7 separate regions of the Mus musculus genome follow, and all the other regions are linked to region 5. Evidence: chromatin contacts called from public ChIA-PET, Hi-C and HiChIP or PLAC-seq data. All regions are on one chromosome and are shown on one strand. Each heading gives the region's core, a stretch centred on a gene start, on an enhancer-like site or on the middle of the called end of the contact. The rest is flanking DNA. Distances are from core to core; before and after follow the strand shown. Region 1 holds the start of Pvt1 (Pvt1 oncogene). Region 2 overlaps Pvt1 (Pvt1 oncogene). Region 3 overlaps Pvt1 (Pvt1 oncogene). Region 4 has its middle 66 kb from the start of 4930449C09Rik. Region 5 has its middle 31 kb from the start of Gm22521. Region 6 overlaps Pvt1 (Pvt1 oncogene). Region 7 overlaps Pvt1 (Pvt1 oncogene).

Region 1 (3,065 bases), core at 459-2,958, 790 kb after region 5:
ATCAATTTCTTCTACTTTTCAAGGGAAGCTGGTTTATGCAAAATCCTGCACTCAATAGGTAAAGCAGCAAGAAACAGCCACCCTTAACCAGGCAAAACAACAAGGCAGTCCCATACAGTCACTCCCTAACAGAGTGGGGTGGGGGTCCCAGCACAATAGCCCACAATGTCTTAAACCAGCCTTAATGTCTCACCAGATCCATCATGAACCTAGTTGAGTTCAAATAACCGTAAGGCACATCCTCACCTCCGAGATGTAACTAGCACACATCCAAGCACTGAGAGCAGGCCACCACGAGGTTTTTCCCAGTCATGGAGTCCATGTGACGTTTCTGATTTCCTGACAGCTTTGCTCCTTCTAAATCTTTTAAGAAGTCCCACTTGGAGCTCCAAGGATAGAAACACAAACGCTTTCCCACTGGCTAGAGCTTTAAGAAGGACTAGCTATGACCATAGGACTGTGCAAGTGAACAAGCCCAAACTTGTCACTGCCCATATGCAAAACAGGCCTGCAACATCCTACCACATGCACTTCAACAGAGACCTGCATCCTTAGCCCTCCCCAACACACAGACACACAGACAGACAAACAGACAGACAGACAGGCAAGCAGGCAGGCACACACACACACACACACACACACACACACACACACACACACATTTGGCTTTCTCTAGGTCAAATGACAACAACCCCTTAAAAACACAAGAGCAGAAAGGAAACAAAAACCTCACTTCTCCCTATACTCTCTTAAGTGATTTCTCTCCTTAAGCTTCTAGAACGTTCTGGAGAGCTCAAAAGGACAGATTATCACCCACTAGTAAACTAGTAAGAAAATCCATGATGTGTCTACACATAGGCACATGTAGCTTCATGGCTGCGCTTCCTGGAAGTCTGCACAGTTCTCCCACACCACTCATAGGTACAGCAGAAAATACTAGCCAAGAAAGGGCCAATCTAGTTAAAGCAACAAGCTATCCAAAAAGAATTAGCAAGGATGAAGGCGTGGGGGCCTTCCACGAACACAGGAACGCAATACAAAAGCACAGAAAGTTTCCTGACACAGGGAGTTTTAGGAGATCACCTTCTTTCTGCCCCGAGGGGGTGTCTCGGAGGAGGGCTGGCCAAGGATGGAGGGAGCATCACTAGACTAGACTCAGACTTCCAGTTTCGTAAATGAGGCCTCCAAACCACATCAGCGGCCCCAAATCTGCGCTGATTGCAGGGGGCGTCTCTCTCTTTTAGACCTGAGGAAATGGGCTCTTGATCAAGTGCATAAATCCAGAATTACCTCTATGTAGAGGCCATCCTGGGAAATCTCCCTCGCACCCACACTTCTCACCCACACCCAAACTCTCTGGCAATCTCGAGTCTAGTGATGAGGAAAAGTGCAAGGTTAACACGCGCTCGTGGGAATGCAAAAGCCACTTTCCTCTATCCAGACTCTGCATCCCTGGGCTCCAGAGTTTCCAGGGGATAAACTTGGAACTTACAAGAGGGTGGATCCAGCCGTGACTCCGAGGTCACCGGGGCTGCCAACATCCTTTCCACGCGGATATCCACTCGGGGGGCTCTGGGAATGCTAAGTTCGTAGCTTCTCTTCATCCTGGCCTTGCCGAGCCCGCTTGACCAGTGGGTCCATGTGCTCGGCGGCCACACGCGCTCTGCCTGGTAGAGCGCGGGGCTGGCGGGTGGCCCGTGACGTCACGGCGGCTCGCTCCCGGCCGCGGGGGAGGGGGAGAAGCGCGCGCCACCGGGCAGGCCGCGTGTGTCCCCGATCTCCTGGTGTCTGGAGGTTTCTGACCTGAGGGATCCAGCTCGCCCCTCTGCCTGCTGCCCTAGGCAATGAAGGGGCATCAAGCCTGAGAGGAGAACCGCATGGAGGTGGCGTGCCACTGAGGCTGCTTAATGCCCAGATGGCCCTAGTAGAGAGCACACTCTGTCAGTCCTGGGCTGGGAGGTTCTAGCTGCACTCAAACCTAGGTCCTACATAGGTCCCACACAGCCTGGGGCTATGCCCAGGCGAGGTCAACTAGCTTTCCCACCTCCCCTCCCCACCCTCCCCTCCCCCACACTATTCCTTTTTAAGGTAGACATCCCATCCCCCTTCACCTTGAAGCTTAGCAGTCTTCCCACTTTTCGGATAGGGAAGGAGACTCCAGTGAATTAAAAGGACCAAACTGCTCAGAAAATAGGTCAGTAGTTCCTACAGAAGACCCCCCCGAATCTGTTCTATTTCAGAACTCTCATCTGAGAGCAGTCCTGGGTACCATCCATCATCTGTGGTTCTGGAGAGAAGGACGTACTAAGCAAACTCTAGCTGAGAGAGGACCACCTGTCTGCAGCATCCTCCATTCTTGGTCCGTACAGGGTATTACACTAACCTCTCAAATGTGCAAAAGCCTCTGCAAAGAACGAAGGCTGGTGTGAAAGGCACGCGTATACCACGATATTCTTTTCGCTGTATTCAATCCAGCACCGAACAGGTGCACGTCTCTAGTACCATTTAGTCAAGCGCGGCAACGTGCTACAACCAGAAAGGGGAATGAAAGATGAGGTAGACTCAGATCCTAGAGGGAAACCGGAGTCCTGTGGAAAGCGGGTTGCATAACTAGGTGATACCAGGATCGCGGAAAGTAACGCGGGTCCACTCTTCTCTCAGCACACTATACCTCACTTTATTTCAATCTCTCAGAGAGTCTTTATCTCCTCCCTCCCTCTACGTTCCCCCTTCAATGTCTTCACTTTCATTACTTCTTAGCCACATGAAGATGTCTCTGTTGAAGAGAAAATTTACCATACTCGTGTGTGCCAGTGCGATATGCACGGATAATCGCGCTGTGTGTGGTTGGTTTCCACCCTGAGAGTGACCGAACAGATCTTCCGATTATCTCCTTCAGATTATCTCCTTCTTGTGCTAGAGAGTGAAGAGGGTTCTGAATTCTATGTCTGTATGTGCTTTCGATGTGTCAGACATTTCCCAAACCACCTGCTGCGACCTTGGGGAGAAGCAACCACAGGCTCTCAGAGGCCCAGTTTTAAAGACAACTTCAGTAACAAATCCCT
Region 2 (2,723 bases), core at 223-2,722, 610 kb after region 5:
CTGGGAACCCCAGAGACCTTCATGGAGAAATTCTGGGTGTCAGCTATTCCTCTAATCACCCTGAAAATCTTGAAGATGTATATCACAGCATCTGCTTTATCAGTTAGATGGATAAGGAAAGTCTATTGGCTGTCACATTTTCCACATAGAAGAAACATTTATAGATAAGAAAAAAAAAATCACCTAAGGTCAAATGGCAAACCAGGCTCTAACACAGGAGCTCATTTCTTATTTTTTATAAACACGTATGAGATCCACATCACATGGAATAAGACTATTAAATGAGTGATATACATGTCTGAAGTGACAATAAATACAGAAATGATTACGCACACACATACACACATACACACATACACACACACACACACACACACACACACACATACACACACACACCTCCCCCACTATAGATAGTGCATGTGTGTATCTTTGTGCCCGTGACTACATATATTAGCAAATGTGTTTCTTAAAAGTTTTGTTCTGCCGGGCATGGTGACGCACACCTTTAATCCCAGCACTTGGGAGGCAGAGGCAGGTGGATTTCTGAGTTCGAGGCCAGCCTGGTCTACAAAGTGAGTTCCAGGACAGCCAGGGCTATACAGAGAAACCCTGTCTCAAAAAACAAACAACAACAACAACAACAACAAAGTTTTGTTCTTGCTTGTCTGAATTTCCTAAATTATAGAATGAGTATTTACTGCTTTTTTTTTTTTAAGTTAAACAGTAAGAATGGAAGTTCTACTTCCTTTTCTCAGCTGGATCTCTGACTGGGAGCACAACAAGGATCTAGAGAGTGCAGCGGAGCTTCTGTACTGTTTCCTATGCTCTTGACCATTTCTTTCTATGCGATGATGCACCATGCGACACCTAGGATGATACAGTATCACTGTAGAACTCACATAGAGTAGCATTGCCAGCTGCTGTTCTTTGTAGAATGCTTATACTGGCCTAGCCCATAGTACCTCTTTGTCCATCGCTAGTGTCAATCAATGTACTGGGTGAATGTCCATGTACAGAAGAGGAAAATGAGGCATCCTTGTCTCCTCACAGTCACAGAACCCAGCCAGCTCATTACATTCCCACTGCCAGAGATCCTTGGTGGAGACAGGCTGTGGACTGAATGGCGTGGGTAAGAGAAGAGAGAGGGTTTACTCATGGAAGGAGTAGTTCCCAGAAAGGATCAAGACTATGGGAACAGCCCCAGCCAGCAGCCCCAGATGGTATGTTCATGCCAGCTGAGGTGAATATCTGGGCATTTCTGTCCAGGGCCTCAGGGTATCCAGGTGTGGGAAGCCACCAAGACAGGAAGCAGCTACCAGGACCCTGATACCCAACCTTCATGATTGGCCAGCTTGGTTGGCTGCCTGTCAGGACTTCTAAAGGGTGAATGAAGAGGCTGGCTAAGTCTGCCTGAAACCAAGATGCTTAAACAAAGGGAGGCCACTGTGGGCTAAGCTGGCAGAAGTCCATGGCGGGGACAGAGGGCAGGAAACAAGAGTCACAAAGTAAGAGGGGGAGGAGGGGAGGCGTGTACAAGGTGCTATCTGCGTTGGGCATTCTCTGCCCACAGGAGGGAGACAGAATGTGAACAGGAGGCCATAGCTGGTGAGAAAGCTGTGAGGAGGTCTGAGCTGTGAGGTAGGTAGAAGTCAGCAGAGAGCAAACCTTTCTTGTTCTGTTTCCTTTTCTTTTTCGTTTTCTCCTTGAGGGGTGGCAATAATATTTATTTGGTTCTACTTTCTTTTCTTTTCTTTTTTTTTTTTTTTTATTACACTGTCACTGTCTTCAGACACAGCAGAAGAGGGAGTCAGATCCCATTACAGATGGTTGTGAGCCACCCTATGGTTACTGAGAATTGAACTCAGGACTTGTGGAAAAGCAGTCAGTGCTCTCATCCACAGAGCCATCCCTCTAGTCCCTTACTTATGTGGTTCTAAACAGTGCCTCTGGGAATCTAAGGTTGACTCGAACTCACTACATAGCAGAGGATGGCCTTGAACTTCGGATCCTTCTCTCTCCACCTCCTACGGTCTGGGCTTATAGTCATGTGATATCCCCTGGGTTTACTTAGTGTCTGGATTAAATCCAAGGCTTTGTGAATGACTCACTTAACCAGTAGAGGCTACTTGCTCAGTCCAAGAGCAAACCTGTTTGCAAGACATTGAAGGAACTCCTTTAGGTGTCTATACATTCCAGAAATTTCCTCACATGGGTCTCTTTCCATCCTTCATGACTGCTACACCAGTCATAGGAGCACCCAGGGCCCAGCCAGGAGTCCCTCTGGGTTAGCTTCCCTCAGACATCCCTACCAGGATCAGGTAGGTCAGCTGAAGGTCTGTTGTGGATCAAAACAAATTAGTGTTCCATGACACTAACTCGATCAAATATCTCCCCTCCTGATGCCACCATAGGACGTGACCCTGCAGGTGACTTACCTTCAGGAGCAGTAAGGGCAGTACGGACACTAAGAACATCATGTATGGGCAGGTAGGATGTTACAAGTTAGGACTCCTGGCTGAGGCCAAGTGTTCCTCTAGCAGAGGATTCCCTCACCTAAGAACTTCATTTCTAGGTATGGAAGGAGTTGACTGTTCCAGGGGAAGGAGATGTGAAGGATGAAGCATTGGTCCTGGTATGTCCTAACTCCCACCTGGAGAGTGCCACCACCACTGTTGCAGAGTCACAATAGGAGAAGCAGGAGTCACATGAAACAGATGGTA
Region 3 (2,791 bases), core at 259-2,758, 650 kb after region 5:
AAAAGAAATAAATAGACCAAGATGTTTGCTTTGTTTTAAATACAAAAGAGGGACAAAACAAAAACAAAAAACAAAAACAAGCAAATAAAAACCAATAACAACAACAACAACAAAACACCAAAGAAATGAACACATTACTGTGTGAGCCAGCACTGAGCACGAAGCAGTAATCAGTCCCACGCAGCATCATGTTTCTTCCCTGGCACACAGCAGTCACTCATTCCTTGCACATATTCCTGTTTTCAGAAGATAGATGGGCTAAATCTTACAGAGCTGTCCAACCTTTTGCTATTGCGATATGATAGTGTCATCTATGAAAGTAGTGAACTGCATTAACAGCTATCGTAAGACTCAAGTGGCCTATTGGCCACAGGTTAGACACACCTGGTTCCAAATGGCTAAACTAGTATCCTGGGTAACACCTAAGGGTGTCAAAGATTTGATCACTAATTGGTGAGGTCATATATCCTTGACTCCCCAGCACAGCTAAAAAAAAAAAAAAAAAGCCATCGAGGAAAAACACCCTCAAGAAATGCAACTCAGGCAGTGTGTGAAGCCTTTCCTCTGCACAGCGGTGACCTAAAGAGAATGGCAGGGACTGCTATCAGTCCCAGTTAGGGCTTAAGAAGCCAAGGCTCAGAAGAGCCATGAACAGAACATTGGGGCTCCACAGAGGAGAAGCTCGGAGGGGTAGGGGAAGGTATAGCTTCTACAAACTGGGAACTGGAAGACGGGATGCTCTCAGGTCAGTGAGGGCCACTATGATTCTATGGAGAAAGGCTATTTGTCCCAAGAACTCTGGTTTCTAAGCCAAGCTCCCTGAGCAGTAGGCACACATGGGGTCAGGGTAACATCATGTGCGAAGAATGGAGCAGATAACAGGTGTAAACATGGTCACTGGTGAAACTGAGGATTCGGTGAAGTGTGGGAGGAAGAAGGGTCCTAGAAGGTCGATGGTGCCGGTAGATTTCCCTGAACCATGAGAAGCCCGTCATCTCACTGTTGTCCACCTCAAACTTTCCTTTTCATACCTACCCTTGCATTCACCTTTCTTTTATAAGAACCTTCCTACCATAGGGGTGTCAAGTGATGAAGTCACCACCCAAAGTAGTTTCATTTCTCCAACCTCAAAACCCTCCTTTCCTGCCGCACACTCACAGCTTGTCACCCAGAACATCAAAGCCATTGCTTTCCGGAAAGCTTCTCTGATCACCTGGGTGACTTGTGGAGATAAAAACAACCTACCCCACACTAGAGATCATCTACTTCCTGCTATGTCTTGGTCAAGGCAAGAGCTGGAAAATGGGGCCAGAGTGTACCAACAAACACTTCCCAAAGAGTTGTAAGGTCCCAACCCAAAAGCACTTTCTACCAAGGGCTCTTGCCAAGGCAGACAGTTGTACCAAGCTATCTCTGTCTTTTTCAAATAGAAACTATAATGGTCTCATGTTCACTCTGTAGAGTCTCTACTTACTGAACTGTAATGACAGCTCATTTGCATACAGGAAAAGTAAGTCAAGCAGTTACACACACTCTGGGCTGTAGTTTTTGGTGACTCACAGAAGAAAGCGTATAGATTATTTCCATTCGGCTCCATCCTCCAATTACTTAAGTGATGGAAAGTCACAGAGCCAATGGGACCCCTGGGGAAGTTCCAAGCTACTGGGAATTCAAACAGTTAATGTAAGTTTAGCAGGGAGTTTCCCGTGGTGCACAGGTGCACCATCAGGTGGGCCGTGATGGAGAGTCCCACCCCTGAGACACCTCGCACCTCATCTCAAGAAATGATCTTCTAGAAAGACAAGGAAATACCGAGTCCCAGGGCCCATGATCCAGGAAGTCACATCTCCAGGTCTACTCTTCCAGGAAGCCAGTGTTGAACCTACCTCATATTATAAACTTCCTATTTGTAGCCATGGTGCACGACTCGTATAAGGAGCTCAGTAGTAGAACATTGTCCAAATAGTAACCACTTGCTGAATGAATAGTGCTTGGGTGAAAACATTCCCTAAATACTGATTGCTTATTTTGTGCTAGGTACCATGCATCCATCATTAAAAACAGTTGCTTGGTACAACCAACTGACACTCAGCTGCCAGCTTCTTTGGAGACAACTTTAGCTGAACAGGGTCAGACTCAAGTATCCTTCCAGGCAAAGCTACATTGTCACTGATCAACCGTCATGCCACCACAATTCAGGACAGTTCTCAAAGAGCATTCTAGTGTGGTCTATGCAGAGCTCTCTCTGAGGCTATGCTATGCTCAGACACCTTCACAGCTTGATGGCTCCTTCCAATCCTGATTCCTTCCATGCGTTTCACAATTGTTGATCCCAATGTACTCCAGAGTAAGCATCCTGCTTATTAACCTACACACTGATACCTGCCTCAGAGAAAAATTCAGCATGTAAGATGCAGGATCTCATGACCCATCTGTGGTGGCCCAGGCCTGTAACCCCAGCATTCAGGCAACTGAGATATGACGATTAGTAATTCAGGCTAGCCTGGGTTAGATGGAAAGTTACAGGCCAACGAGGGTAGTTTTTTATTTGTTTTTGTTTTGTTTTGTTTGTTTTTTTACTTTGTTTATTTGGGTTTTTGTTTTGTTTTGTTTTTAATGATGGATTCTCAAGGCTCTGTGTTATCACATAAAAGCTCTAGTAAGGCAGGTAACATCCCTATAGATGAGGAAACAATGCATCGACAAGAGTATGGGATTCAAGGCTCACAACTATGACTAATGAGCAGGAGCTATGAAAAAGGTTCAGATCTTCATGTTTGTTGCAGTGTGT
Region 4 (2,700 bases), core at 177-2,676, 830 kb before region 5:
AGGTTCTCATATTAATTCCCCTGGGACCACAACATTCCCAGTTGGTGTACACGTAGTGCCACTACATCCTTGGACTGACAGGTACTTTGGTTCCATTTTCTGGTCTAATTCTCTGGCTGATATTTGGGTCCATCTTTCTACGATCCTCTCAACTGTTCTAACGACACAAAGTTCCATTTTGGGAGTTGTACCAGGCCACCTTGGGAAAACAAAATCTGTCTCCATTTCTCAATTGCCATTTGAGGGTCCAGCGGAAAGAACACAAATTTGAACAAACAGTATTTCATTGTATATTCAACAGAGAAACACACTCTTGTATGTCAACATTACGAGGAAGGCTGAGGATAGCTTTATAGTTTCTCTGAGGAAACGATCGTTCAGTTGGTACAAACGCTTATAGGACTTTTTATCTTACTCTTCATAGCCACTGGTCCCTGAAGAGAAGCTCTTTTATCACACTGGATTTCTCTGTTTCCCACTTGAGAACCTTAACCCCTTGGAGTAGGATCTATGCGCTTTGTAATCCAGAAGTTTTTATTCGGATACCATACTCATTTCTATCCTGGCACATGTTAGCAAGAGAAGAGTAAAAATTGTTAATTCATGGGAGAAAATAACAGCATTAATGAATGTATAGATTTACAAAGACACACATATACCATACTCATTTCTATCCTGGTACATGTTAGCAAGAGAAGAGTAAAAATTGTTAATTCATGGAGAAAATAACAACATTAATGAATGTATAGATTTACAAAGACACACATATACCATACTCATTTCTATCCTGGTACATGTTAGCAAGAGAAGAGTAAAAATTGTTAATTCATGGAGAAAATAACAGCATTAATGAATGTATAGATTTACAAAGACACACATATACCATACTCATTTCTATCCTGGTACATGTTAGCAAGAGAAGAGTAAAAATTGTTAATTCATGGGAGAAAATAACAGCATTAACGAATGTATAGATTTACAAAGGCACACATCATTGGATTGCTTTTGAACCCCATTCTCACTCCCCAGTCCTGTGCACCTAGGAGATACAGCATATAGCTTAGGTTGTTATGTATGCAAGGGGATTTAGAAGAGATCCTTTGGAGGAATGTCATATTTTAAAGATGGAGCTACTTTAAAAAAAAAAAGAGTCTCTCTGACCTTGAGTAAGCAACTTTATACACCATCTTACATGGCTGGTTTTAAATTGTCTGTTAGAGGCCACAATGGTAGCTGTTCTGCCAGGCCCTGAGACTGTTCAAGGGATGAAGCGAGATAATGCAGGTGAAGTCTTAAGTACTGGCTTAAGGGCAGCTGTGTGCGTAGTGTTTGAAAAATGTGCGCACTGGGAGCAGGAGGCTTGATTTCAAGCCTCCAGGCTGCACATCTTGAAGCTGAACTATGTTCAGGGTGAATCAAACAATTCCAAATACTGGCAGCAGGGGGCGCTCTTGCACTTTCCTTAGATTGTCCTAATCGGCTAAGAGGAGGAAACAACTTTTTGTCTCCATTTTCTAATTTAGTTCTTGGGTCCATTTGGGTGTGGAGGACAACATTGTGTCCGTTCACTGGGATGGTCCAGCCCATGAATTTCCAAAATGGCAGCAGTCTGATCTAGATTGATTTTGTTTTTATCTGTGCTTTGTGTAGGTGCCACAGACAATCTGGGTCCCTGGTCTGGCATGTAGGACAGATAGGTGCTGACCCTGTGACCTAAATTTCACAAGAAGAGTCCAGGTCAACAAAGAGTTTGATAGTTCGAGGGGCCAAACTGTCTTCTGGCTTGTTCATGATCGACCTGTGGTAGCATGGTGTGTAGCAGTAGCGGGGATATTCTGCTGTACTGTCAGGAATGAAGATGAGATGTGGAATGTGGGTCCTAGGGGGTACATCTTAAAAGCCCTAGCTAGTGTGGATGGGTCGTTATGGGACGGCATCAATGAGTAAATGAGTCCATGTTGCATCATTGCCATCTTATCATGGACACTGGAAGCCTTGAAGATAAATGAGAAAGGTGTGAGACACATATGGCATATATGGGTTTACAGAAACTCAGCTCAGGCCTCACACTCTGGTATGCTTTGTGCTGGTCTTTGATGTGTGTGTGTGTGTCAGAGTGGGGGTTAGGGGTTTCTACACCATACCCCTTTTGTTGATACTGACAATATAAAACCAAGAGGACAGTATAAGTAATTTTCCCAATGCAACTGACCAAGTTTTTTAAAAATGTGTATCATATACATATGTGTCTATATATGGCATATATGTATATATCATATATAAAATATATTTTAGACATAGTGCCAAAAGTGTGTGTGTATATACATACATATATATATATATATATATATATATATATACACATGTATATATATGTATATACACACACACACACACACACACACACATATATATATATATATATATATATATATATTCATTCAATTCTTGGATTGCAACCAATTAAGCCATTAAAGCGAGGTAAGTTGTTCCTTTAATCTGTGAATTTCATGTGAGTTTTACTAATGTCCCAATCACAAATCATGCCAAAATGAGGAGCTGAGTCCCACATTAAACTTGAGTTTCGTTAGCCTCCTTAAGCTCAGAAAAGCTTCCTGTCTTTTGCGACAATACTACCTTGGAAGGACACAGATTGAGGTATGTTGTAGACTCTTCCTCAAGCCAGTTTTCCCCACGATG
Region 5 (2,735 bases), core at 157-2,656:
TGAACTGCTTCTGAAGGCACTGAAGGTCTTCTAGCGCTGGAGAAATCTCAAGAAAGGAAGTCTCTGTAGTCATTTGTTGTTCAGCTCTGAATTATCCAAAGCACTTGAATGTGGTACTTTGCCGAACTCTAGTGAGACTACGTGCAAATGAGGTTTCAAACGTTTCCAAAAAAATAAAATTAGATCACAATTGGTAACAATTTCCATCACCTAGAGAGCTAGGCAGTGGAAGAATAGGCCATCGTTTTGTACATGCGCATGTGGTAGCTTTCTGGGAAGAACATAAGAATCATCCTTTATAACCCACATAAAACACTTGTCTCCGTTTCTGTTCTTTCATTCTGCCCTGTTTCCTACCTTCATGACTCAGACCTTTTCCTGCTCCAAATGTATTGTACAGAGATGAACTTGACTAATAAACAACACATATTACAGGACAGTGCATGAAAAGAGATTGAGACAACATGTTATGGAAATTATTATCCTGAGAAGCCATAAAAATCCACACGCATCCATCCTGTGATAACTATGTGCTAAGTCACTGGGGAAGTATACTGTGTTTTCTTTATGAAACTGAACCGCTTTGAAGCCAAGGAAATAACTTCACCACATCTAACTCATAAGCAATTCTTTTGCCATACAATACATTTGGCCTGAATTAGCCTCCTAGGGCTGCTAGTCAACAAATGGTTTAAAAATAGACAGGCTTTGTCTCACAGTTAGATGTGTTCAGTGTCTAAGGTGTAGGTGTCAGCAATGTTAGATGTTCTGAGGACTGTGCAGCAACTTTGGCTCCACTTTTCTCCCTGAAATTCCTCTGGTTTTACTGATTATATATATGTATGTGTATATGTACATATACATATATACACATGCATTCATATACATATACATGTATATATTTAAAATTCCTTTGCCTGTGGATGCCACCTTCTTACAGGTTGAAAGTATTTAGAAGTTAGGAGAGAATAGAAAAACTCATCTTATTCAAAAACATTGTGTGGTGATCATATCCTCTTTTGACTCTATTTTTTTTTTCATGAAACTAAAATACAGCCTCACTGGCTCAGAGTGAAAGTGGAGTGTGGTAAGGATGTTTCTGTAAGCAGCCATGTATAAAGACAGAGAATTTTAAAGAGAGAAGGAAATAAGGAGGAAGTGTAAGAGATAATTGATTCAAAGAAAGGAAAATACTTAGCACTGGTGAGAAGGTAGTAGGAAGGTGGGTAGTTGTTTACCACATGCTTCTTTGAGTTACATGTGGCTGTAATACATGACAGAAATACAATTCAGAAAATGCTATTTCCTAGAAATGCACTTGGCCTTTCCTCTGCAGGGGTGTGAGAGAGAGCACCAGATGTTAGGGTTTGTCTACCCTAGTGTTCATGCATTGGTCTTCACCACTGTCCCTGGAAAGGAAATTATGGTAGATGAGGTAATCAAAGAGGAAGTGGAGTTGTATTTGGTCTGTGACACTCTCGAATGCCCATTGTTATTCTGTGACCTGATCTCAGAAACCTATCTGTGAACCTGTTGACCAAAGCAAGAGGGCTTAAGATGTCCACTATGCCCCATTTAGAGGCACATTACCAGCCAATATGCCCTCTTCAAGTAGGGACACATTGACATTAACTTTTAAAATGTATCTCCTCTGTTATTCTAGTCTTGATGCTAAAGATGTCCACTTTTTATTTTTTAACGACAGTTCCATGGTGGAGGATTCCAGAGTGTCATGATTTTGTTTCTCTATAACCGTCTTCATCTATGCATTCATTTGTCTGACATTCTCTGAATATGTGTGTGATAATTTTAATTACTACTGATAAAGCTATTTGATATGAATTATCTTGCAATCAGACATATAGAGTTGTAAATTATCTAGGGAAAATGTTTTTTACTATTATAAATTTAAAGAATTTAGACAGCAGTTTGTGTAGAAATTATTTATTCAATAAAAATCTTTATATTGTGTTAATGGGACTAGAAAATAACAATAAGATATTACACATGTGCTAGATGCTTATAATACTCTCAACATACATTGAAGAGTGTACAAGTGAAATATCCCATTTGGCTTGTTAGAAGTCCTACTGAAGAGACATAAATTAGGACAAGATGTGATGGATAAGCAAGCAAGAGGTAGTGTGAAGGGGAGATGCTGATAAAACTCATTACCCAGCAGTATAAAGGAGAAAAAAGACTCAGATTAATGAGAGGACACAGGAAGAAGAAAAGGGCATGAGACACAGCTGGCATATTAGAAAGAAATAGAATTATAAAACTAACCCAAATCCATAGCATAGCTGGTTTATATTCTGAAAATAAAAGGACACAGTGTATAAGAGAGTCACAGTCAGAAATGTAGCTAAAAGATCAGATTCGCTAAGAGAACAGGAGGGAGGAGAAGGAGAGCAGATGGGTGAAAACTAGTTAGAATACTTTGGAGATTCCATGGTATTTTGAAACAAAATTATGACCACAAAGTTCTAACTATGTAACCAGATTTAGAGGGAATGTTATGCTGATATTTTACTAATAATTGGATATACCCTTGAGGATGAAGGAGATGCCCAATATGATTGATGGATAGTTGGAAATGCTATCTAGTGAGATAATGACCAGAGAAATATATAGCTGATAACTGGGAGGGGTGTTTGGGTACATTGGCTTGGAGTTATCTATGAAACACTCAGACATCTATGCTATACCAGTGATTGGATATCTAGGTAGGGATC
Region 6 (3,059 bases), core at 268-2,767, 630 kb after region 5:
AAGCAGCCATCTACTCACTAGCTACACCCTGTCTGGGCTATTATGTAAAAAAAGAGGCTATTTTAAGTTAAATATTAAGGTTTGCTTGTTATAGCATCTACAGTCATTCTAACTAAACACTCCACTCTTCCCTTTCTTCATTGGATTTGAAGACTGAAACTCACATGGTCAATTAATTATAACAAGGGAATGTTGCTGGAAATGTATTGATGGCTATCAGATTCTTAGACAGTTTTCAGAGTCTATGATCTTTCCAGAAGGCCCAACTGCTGGCATGCCAAGAGCTCAAGTGCTCAAAATCCAGAAAGAACATTCAGGGCAAAATACCCTGAGAAGAACAAAGCATTCAAATAGCAGCTGTACTGCCCAGGTTCCTGTCTCTCTTGGTCATCTCTGTCTTTCTAGAACTATATTTTCAGTGGTCATAGAAATCTCTAAACATTCTCAAAGCTTTCTTATTGCATTGAGTATTAAAGAAAAATGGATCCTTTTTTCAGTTTGCGGTGTATGTGTTCATGTGTGTGTATGACATGTGCTCCTGTGTTTGGGGAGGCCCCAGGTTACTATCGGGTGGTTTCTCAATTTCTTTCTGTCTTACTTATTACGATAGAGTCTCTCATTGAATCTAGAGTTCATTGGTTTGATTAAACTGGCTGGCCAGCAAGCCTTTAAGAGTTCCACCTCCCAGCCCTTAGTTGCTTACACAGTAAAGCAAGCGTTTTACTAATGGAGCCACTACCCAACCCCCTCATTCCTGTAAAATGGCTGAAAAGGCCAACCCCACCTCATTTGTGTTGTCTGTTCAGTCATTATCAGCGCCACCCACAACCAGCCATAGCTGGGCTGCTTCAGAGAAGCTAAAGAACTTATCAGAAATAACTGCTTGATTTGACATTAAGGGCAGAGTTGCAGAGAGGGACACTTCAGAAAACACTTCCCCACTTCAAATTAGTCATCTTCTAGCACTAATGAGAGTCTGAGGATATCACAAAATAATGAACTTCTTGGGCAATTCTAAATCAGGTGGAGGGGGGTCAGTATTCAGCACCAATCAGAAAGATTCTAAAATGTGAACTTGATAAAGAACATTTTTCTTCTTCTAAATAGAGTCTCACCATGTAGCCCTGGCTGTCCTAGAATTCTCTCTTTAGACCAGACTGGCCTCAAGCTCAGAGCTCTGAGTGCCTCTGCCTCCCAAGTGCTGGGATTACAGGTGTGTACCACGTGTCTGGCTCTTGTTCAAGAGCTTTAATATGTTGCTTAAAGAAGACAACCTCCTAGAGAAAACCTAGTCACATTCTGTATATGAAGCCTGTTGGTTTAGATGGTAGTACACTCAGCCTTGGGAGGCATGGGTGGAAAAGATAGCGCTTTTCACCTTACGAATACAATGTAATATTGCTTTCAGGCCCAGATGCTTTCCTGAAGGTTTCAGGACCAGCTGGCTCTCCACTGATCATCGCCTCCACATTTCCCAGAAGTCTGAAAGGGTAAACAGGGCTGCTCATTGGAAGGACTCTAGTGTTTAACAGAGTCTCAGGATGTATTCATTTACTGAATGGAGTCAAATGAGTGAATGAGTCATACCAGTAAAACAGAATGGGGGGAAAAAAAAGCAAGCAAGAAAGAAAGAAATCCTAACTCCAAGGCAACGCACTTGAATGCTTAGGTGCATAGGTAATTATGGAAACCTCAGTATGTGCCAGCAATGTGTAAGCCAGGGATAATGTTAAGAACAATCTTGTACTTAAAGGGCAATGATTATCTGCATTTCGTAACAAAGCAGGGTAGAAAGGGGGACAAAGAAGTGGTCTATCTCTCTTTTGAGCACGTTTCTAGAGTCAGCATGGCAGACAAAACCCTCTCAGAGCTGGACCTTGTTTCTACTTTGGACATGAGAGCCAGTGAGCTAATGAAAGGCAGTGTGGCTGTAGCCCGGCTTCCCTCACACCTCTCTGGCCTAGGTGCAGTGCGTGGCTCAGAACAGTCCATGGTAATACCTTGTAAAACCACAGGTGGAAGGCAAGGCGCCTGGCCCAGAGGAAACCCAGTAGTACTTTCTGAAAGGTAACCACTGACTCTCTAAATGTCAGAGGAGGCCCACTTGCACGTTAATTAAGAAGAGCCATCAATGGTTCTGGAAACTAGCCATCAAAGCCACCTGTGACTCTATTCTTGAGTAGAGAAGGTAACCAGCGACCAAGGCGACCTTTATCAGATGACTCACCACGCAAGTGCCGGGGATGTTGTCAACTTCAGTTTGTAAAACAGAAACCGAATGAACAAACCCGCTGCCGCCTTGCAGTCCTATCTGGCTACAAGTCTTGGGAGGGATACAGTGCAGACCAGCCCGGCATTAACTGAGAAGAGATGCAATTTGAACAGCCCTCCTGGTTCATATCATAGAGAGTTGATATGTGGCGATACATTGGAGGAACAGCGTCCTAACAATGGACTCCAATGGCCACGGGGATAATTCTTGTATCATTAAAATTTGTTTGGGTGTGTAGACAAACATTTGTAATCCAGACACTTGGGGAAAAGGATTGAGAGTTCGAGGTCAGCACTACCCTGTCTGCGGGGTAAAAATAATCAACTCAAGTCCCTGCCATGGATACACCAATTTGAGCCAGGACATACAAGGCATACAGTAGTCACAAACTGGGAAGCTGGGTCAACAGTAAGTCCAATGACATCTCCCCTGCTTCCACGTGTGCTTAGAACATTAGCTTAGTGGAACTACAGTCTCTTTTTGAATTCCTGTCAATCTATCCAGCAGTCAAAAGAAATCCTTGCTGCCCAGCCTTGGAAATAGTGATGATTTTTCTAAAATCATGTCTTATTATACTAGGGTTCTTGCCAGAGTCTACTTTGACTGTCAAAACCTTGTAAGTTAGAAAGACTGAGTTGGAGCATGCTCACCAGGATAACACACACATATTTGAATTCAAAGAGAAATGGCATGCCGTCTTCAACATGATAAAGATCGCCCCTCTGCCTTTGGTCACTTCAAGGTCTGATGACAGAAACCATAGTACTGGATGGTAGTTTGCCCAATA
Region 7 (2,700 bases), core at 120-2,619, 730 kb after region 5:
GGTTACCTAGTCCAGCCTGAGGATTTGTGCCTAGTCTTGTTATTCTGGATTTGTTTGATATCCCTGGGAGGCCTGCTCTTTTCTAAAGGGAAATGGAAGAGGAGATGTGGAGGGGGGGCAGGGGCGGGTAGTAGTAGGGGGATGGGAAACGGTGGTCAGGACTTAACATATGAGAGAATACACCTTTTTTTTCCATTTTTTATTAGGTATTTAGCTCATTTACATTTCCAATGCTATACCAAAAGTCCCCCATACCCACCCACCCCCGAGAATACACTTTTAAGTGAAAAGGAAGAAACAAACCAAAAAGAATAAATAAATAAAGGGCATAGAATTAAAAAGATGCCTGTGTTCAGAGGAAGGAAGAAGATCTGGAACCATTAAAAATAAAATTCTCCTGTGGCACCTGTGTGTCTTCACACAGTGCTTATTTCTAAGTGTTGAGATTCAGACCCTGAGCAAGCAGCTGAAGTGCCTATTTAACATTCCAAAGTGGATCTGACCTCCGGTTCTCCCAGCATCCCTCAGTCCCTACCTGTTACGGAGCATGGCTGGCAAGCCCCACCCTCTATGCTGAACTTTCCAGCCCTCTATGCTGAACTTTCCACCCTCTATGCTGAACTTATCCAACCCCTGAATAATGTCTAACCTAACACCATCATACTGGGGTGCTCGGAATTAAATGAGCTGATATTTGCAAAAGGCTGGGATGGCAGCCTAGTTCGAAGAAATGCTCTCCTATCCTATGCTAGACAGAATAATTATGTATGTTATAATCAGAAAATGTAAAAGTCAGGAAAAAAAAAATAAAGATAACCAAAGACAGAAGGGATCAAAAACATCAACGTAAGGAGCCTTTAATGACGCTTTGTGACGGTTTAGAATGGTCTACCCAAACCTAGCCAAGTCTAACTATGTTATGGAGGTGGTAAAAGCAGTTAACCTAAACATCTGGGACACTCACAGAATGATAGGTAGGTAGGTAGATAGATAGATAGATAGATAGATAGATAGATAGATAGACAGACAGACAGACAGATGTTGAATAAAAAGTGACGTTTACAGTGATGTTAGCTCAAGGCAGGGCTTTTCAGGCCATTTCCCCTGGTCTCACCCTGTGCCCCTATTAATCATCTCCCATTCCAATAACATATGTGCATAAGAAATGAGATTCAACCACCTCAAGTACTGTTTTCAGTATATACTTTTCACCAGCAGCCACGCTGGAGTCAAAGAGGGCCTGGCCTGGAAGGAAAGGCAGGGAGGAAGTGCTAGCTCAGCAGAACTAGCCTCTCCTAGCAGAGCATCCTCAGAGCTGAGCAGAGGCTGCAACCGAGCTTCCCACTCATTGTTATTCCAACCAGGTGTCTGCAGGCAGGCAACCCCAGGATACTGCAGAGGAATGTGAGCTTCACACCAGATCGGAAGCAATGCCCCCTCCCAATTGCCCAGCACCCCTTCCTGGTGTAGGAGGAAATGAGGGGTGGGGGTGGGCTCCAAGCAGAGTTGCAGATGAGCCAGGCTTGCACATAAAAGATCTTTCGTGGCTGCTCTGTCTGGGCCTCTTCCTCCCCTCCTTACTTACTAAGCAAGGGTGCCCCTCCCCTTCTTCCTCCCCGACAACCTGACCTTGGCAGAGGCCAAATACAAGCCTAGGCAGCATCTGGCCATTCCTTGCATTCTGCAGAGCAGGCTGAGAGGCTTGAGAAGGGCAAGTGAGGCTGCTGAGCCTTTCCATGAGGTGAGCAATCCTGGCCCCTGTGTGTCGATAACAGGTGAGCTTGGTTTTACAAAGGTATTTAGTATCATCCCAGGAGGGGAATCCAATCCTCACACATACACAGTATTATGGAAATTGCCATAAAGGCTTTTTCTAATGAAGCCTAAGGCCTCTCATAAAGGTGAGTGAAGCCACCCCAGTGAGCAGCTTCAATAAGCCAGAGGCAGGCAAGATGCTCTGTTTGTATCCACATCTGGGTGCACCAGAGCGCACCCAGAAAGGCAATAGCACATGCGGCTCCCTCTCCCTTGGGCACATCAAATTAATGTTCCTCTTTCAGCCCACTATTGTCTCTATGACATGGAGTTTTCTCCTCCTTTCAACCTTATACTCATCTCTAAGCAATCAGGCTCCCACCGGACACGGAAAGAGAGGGCAGTTTGACTGGGACACAGATAAAGATAAGACACAGCAGGACCGGCTGTGCAATATATATAGCAAGACAGTAAAGACTGGGCACTTGATAGGCGGGAAGCACTAAAATCAATTCAGAAAGCACAAAGATCTCTGTTGGGGCTGCCCCACCCCCACCCTGCCCTGATATCACACTCTTGAAGTCAGTCAAGGAAGTGTAGTGATGAGGCAGCCACAGTCTCCACAAAGGAAGACGAAGCAACAGTTTGGACACACTTTCAGGAAGGAAAAGGAACGTTTTGGACCATGAGCCAGAGGTGCTCACCCATCGGAGCTAAAGCACTTCCAAGATGCTCAAAGGACTATCAAGCACACAGCCCAAGGATCCTAACAGCGAGGCATGACAGGAAGGGACTTACGTCTGCAGCAACACTAGGTGATGTCACCCAAGCCAGATGCTCAGGTAAGGGCTGGGCAGACTATCACAGAAGAGGTAATGTGCACACAACACAGGGCCTTTTCTCTTACCTATCCTCAACTCCAGGTTACTTAGCCATCCTGCTACG

The links. HiChIP or PLAC-seq counts read pairs in DNA pulled down with a chosen protein or histone mark. A called contact is a pair of places that touch in the nucleus more often than the background predicts. ChIA-PET counts read pairs in DNA pulled down with a chosen protein or histone mark.
Region 1: an H3K4me3 HiChIP or PLAC-seq map of the SCID.adh cell line shows a contact between it and region 5, with 12 read pairs. The contact joins the promoter of Pvt1 here to the enhancer-like site in region 5. A contact is called at or near these places in 5 of 115 datasets of contacts at active chromatin or transcription factors (the 230-238 cell line, CD8 T cells, the SCID.adh cell line and 2 more).
Region 2: a contact with region 5 is called in a BATF HiChIP or PLAC-seq map of CD8 T cells, with 10 read pairs. The contact joins two enhancer-like sites. A contact is called at or near these places in 2 of 115 datasets of contacts at active chromatin or transcription factors (CD8 T cells and memory CD8 T cells).
Region 3: a contact with region 5 is called in an RNA polymerase II ChIA-PET map of memory CD8 T cells, with 63 read pairs. The contact joins two enhancer-like sites. A contact is called at or near these places in 4 of 484 Hi-C or Micro-C datasets (B cells, the G1E-ER4 cell line, Th1 cells and 1 more) and 6 of 115 datasets of contacts at active chromatin or transcription factors (CD8 T cells, Th17 cells, Th2 cells and 3 more).
Region 4: a contact with region 5 is called in a CTCF HiChIP or PLAC-seq map of CD8 T cells, with 15 times the contacts expected there. The contact joins two enhancer-like sites. A contact is called at or near these places in 2 of 15 datasets of contacts at CTCF or cohesin (CD8 T cells and large pre-B cells), 19 of 484 Hi-C or Micro-C datasets (the 63-12 cell line, the AML12 cell line, B cells and 11 more) and 5 of 115 datasets of contacts at active chromatin or transcription factors (the 230-238 cell line, CD8 T cells, DN3 thymocytes and 2 more).
Region 6: a contact with region 5 is called in a Hi-C map of Th1 cells, with 3 times the contacts expected there. The contact joins two enhancer-like sites. A contact is called at or near these places in 2 of 484 Hi-C or Micro-C datasets (B cells and Th1 cells) and 3 of 115 datasets of contacts at active chromatin or transcription factors (CD8 T cells, effector CD8 T cells and memory CD8 T cells).
Region 7: a BATF HiChIP or PLAC-seq map of CD8 T cells shows a contact between it and region 5, with 7 read pairs. The contact joins two enhancer-like sites.

Annotation. Positions count from the first base shown.
Region 1 is chr15:62,036,629-62,039,693 of GRCm38.p6, reverse strand. It overlaps Pvt1 (Pvt1 oncogene), which reads right to left and starts at 1,708. Exons shown (of 5, transcript NR_132747.1): 1 at 1,493-1,708.
Region 2 is chr15:62,208,875-62,211,597 of GRCm38.p6, reverse strand. All of the region lies in intron 2 of Pvt1 (Pvt1 oncogene), which reads right to left. Among named protein-coding and RNA genes, the nearest start is that of Pvt1, 170 kb to the right of the region's middle. Within about 2 kb of position 1,472, at least 25 of the 459 cell types and tissues checked have an H3K27ac peak or open chromatin away from gene starts, as enhancers often do. A contact at or near this core is called in CD8 T cells and memory CD8 T cells, where this site is marked.
Region 3 is chr15:62,168,203-62,170,993 of GRCm38.p6, reverse strand. The region is part of intron 1 of Pvt1 (Pvt1 oncogene); the gene reads right to left. Among named protein-coding and RNA genes, the nearest start is that of Pvt1, 130 kb to the right of the region's middle. Within about 2 kb of position 1,508, at least 65 of the 459 cell types and tissues checked have an H3K27ac peak or open chromatin away from gene starts, as enhancers often do. A contact at or near this core is called in B cells, CD8 T cells, Th1 cells and 4 more, where this site is marked.
Region 4 is chr15:63,651,472-63,654,171 of GRCm38.p6, reverse strand. No RefSeq gene overlaps it. Among named protein-coding and RNA genes, the nearest start is that of 4930449C09Rik, 66 kb to the left of the region's middle. Within about 2 kb of position 1,426, at least 38 of the 459 cell types and tissues checked have an H3K27ac peak or open chromatin away from gene starts, as enhancers often do. A contact at or near this core is called in the 63-12 cell line, the Ba/F3 cell line and CD8 T cells, where this site is marked.
Region 5 is chr15:62,822,717-62,825,451 of GRCm38.p6, reverse strand. No RefSeq gene overlaps it. Among named protein-coding and RNA genes, the nearest start is that of Gm22521, 31 kb to the right of the region's middle. Within about 2 kb of position 1,406, at least 41 of the 459 cell types and tissues checked have an H3K27ac peak or open chromatin away from gene starts, as enhancers often do. A contact at or near this core is called in the 230-238 cell line, the 63-12 cell line, B cells and 8 more, where this site is marked.
Region 6 is chr15:62,188,934-62,191,992 of GRCm38.p6, reverse strand. The region is part of intron 2 of Pvt1 (Pvt1 oncogene); the gene reads right to left. Among named protein-coding and RNA genes, the nearest start is that of Pvt1, 150 kb to the right of the region's middle. Within about 2 kb of position 1,517, at least 53 of the 459 cell types and tissues checked have an H3K27ac peak or open chromatin away from gene starts, as enhancers often do. A contact at or near this core is called in CD8 T cells, Th1 cells and memory CD8 T cells, where this site is marked.
Region 7 is chr15:62,091,705-62,094,404 of GRCm38.p6, reverse strand. All of the region lies in intron 1 of Pvt1 (Pvt1 oncogene), which reads right to left. Among named protein-coding and RNA genes, the nearest start is that of Pvt1, 55 kb to the right of the region's middle. Within about 2 kb of position 1,369, at least 115 of the 459 cell types and tissues checked have an H3K27ac peak or open chromatin away from gene starts, as enhancers often do. A contact at or near this core is called in CD8 T cells, where this site is marked.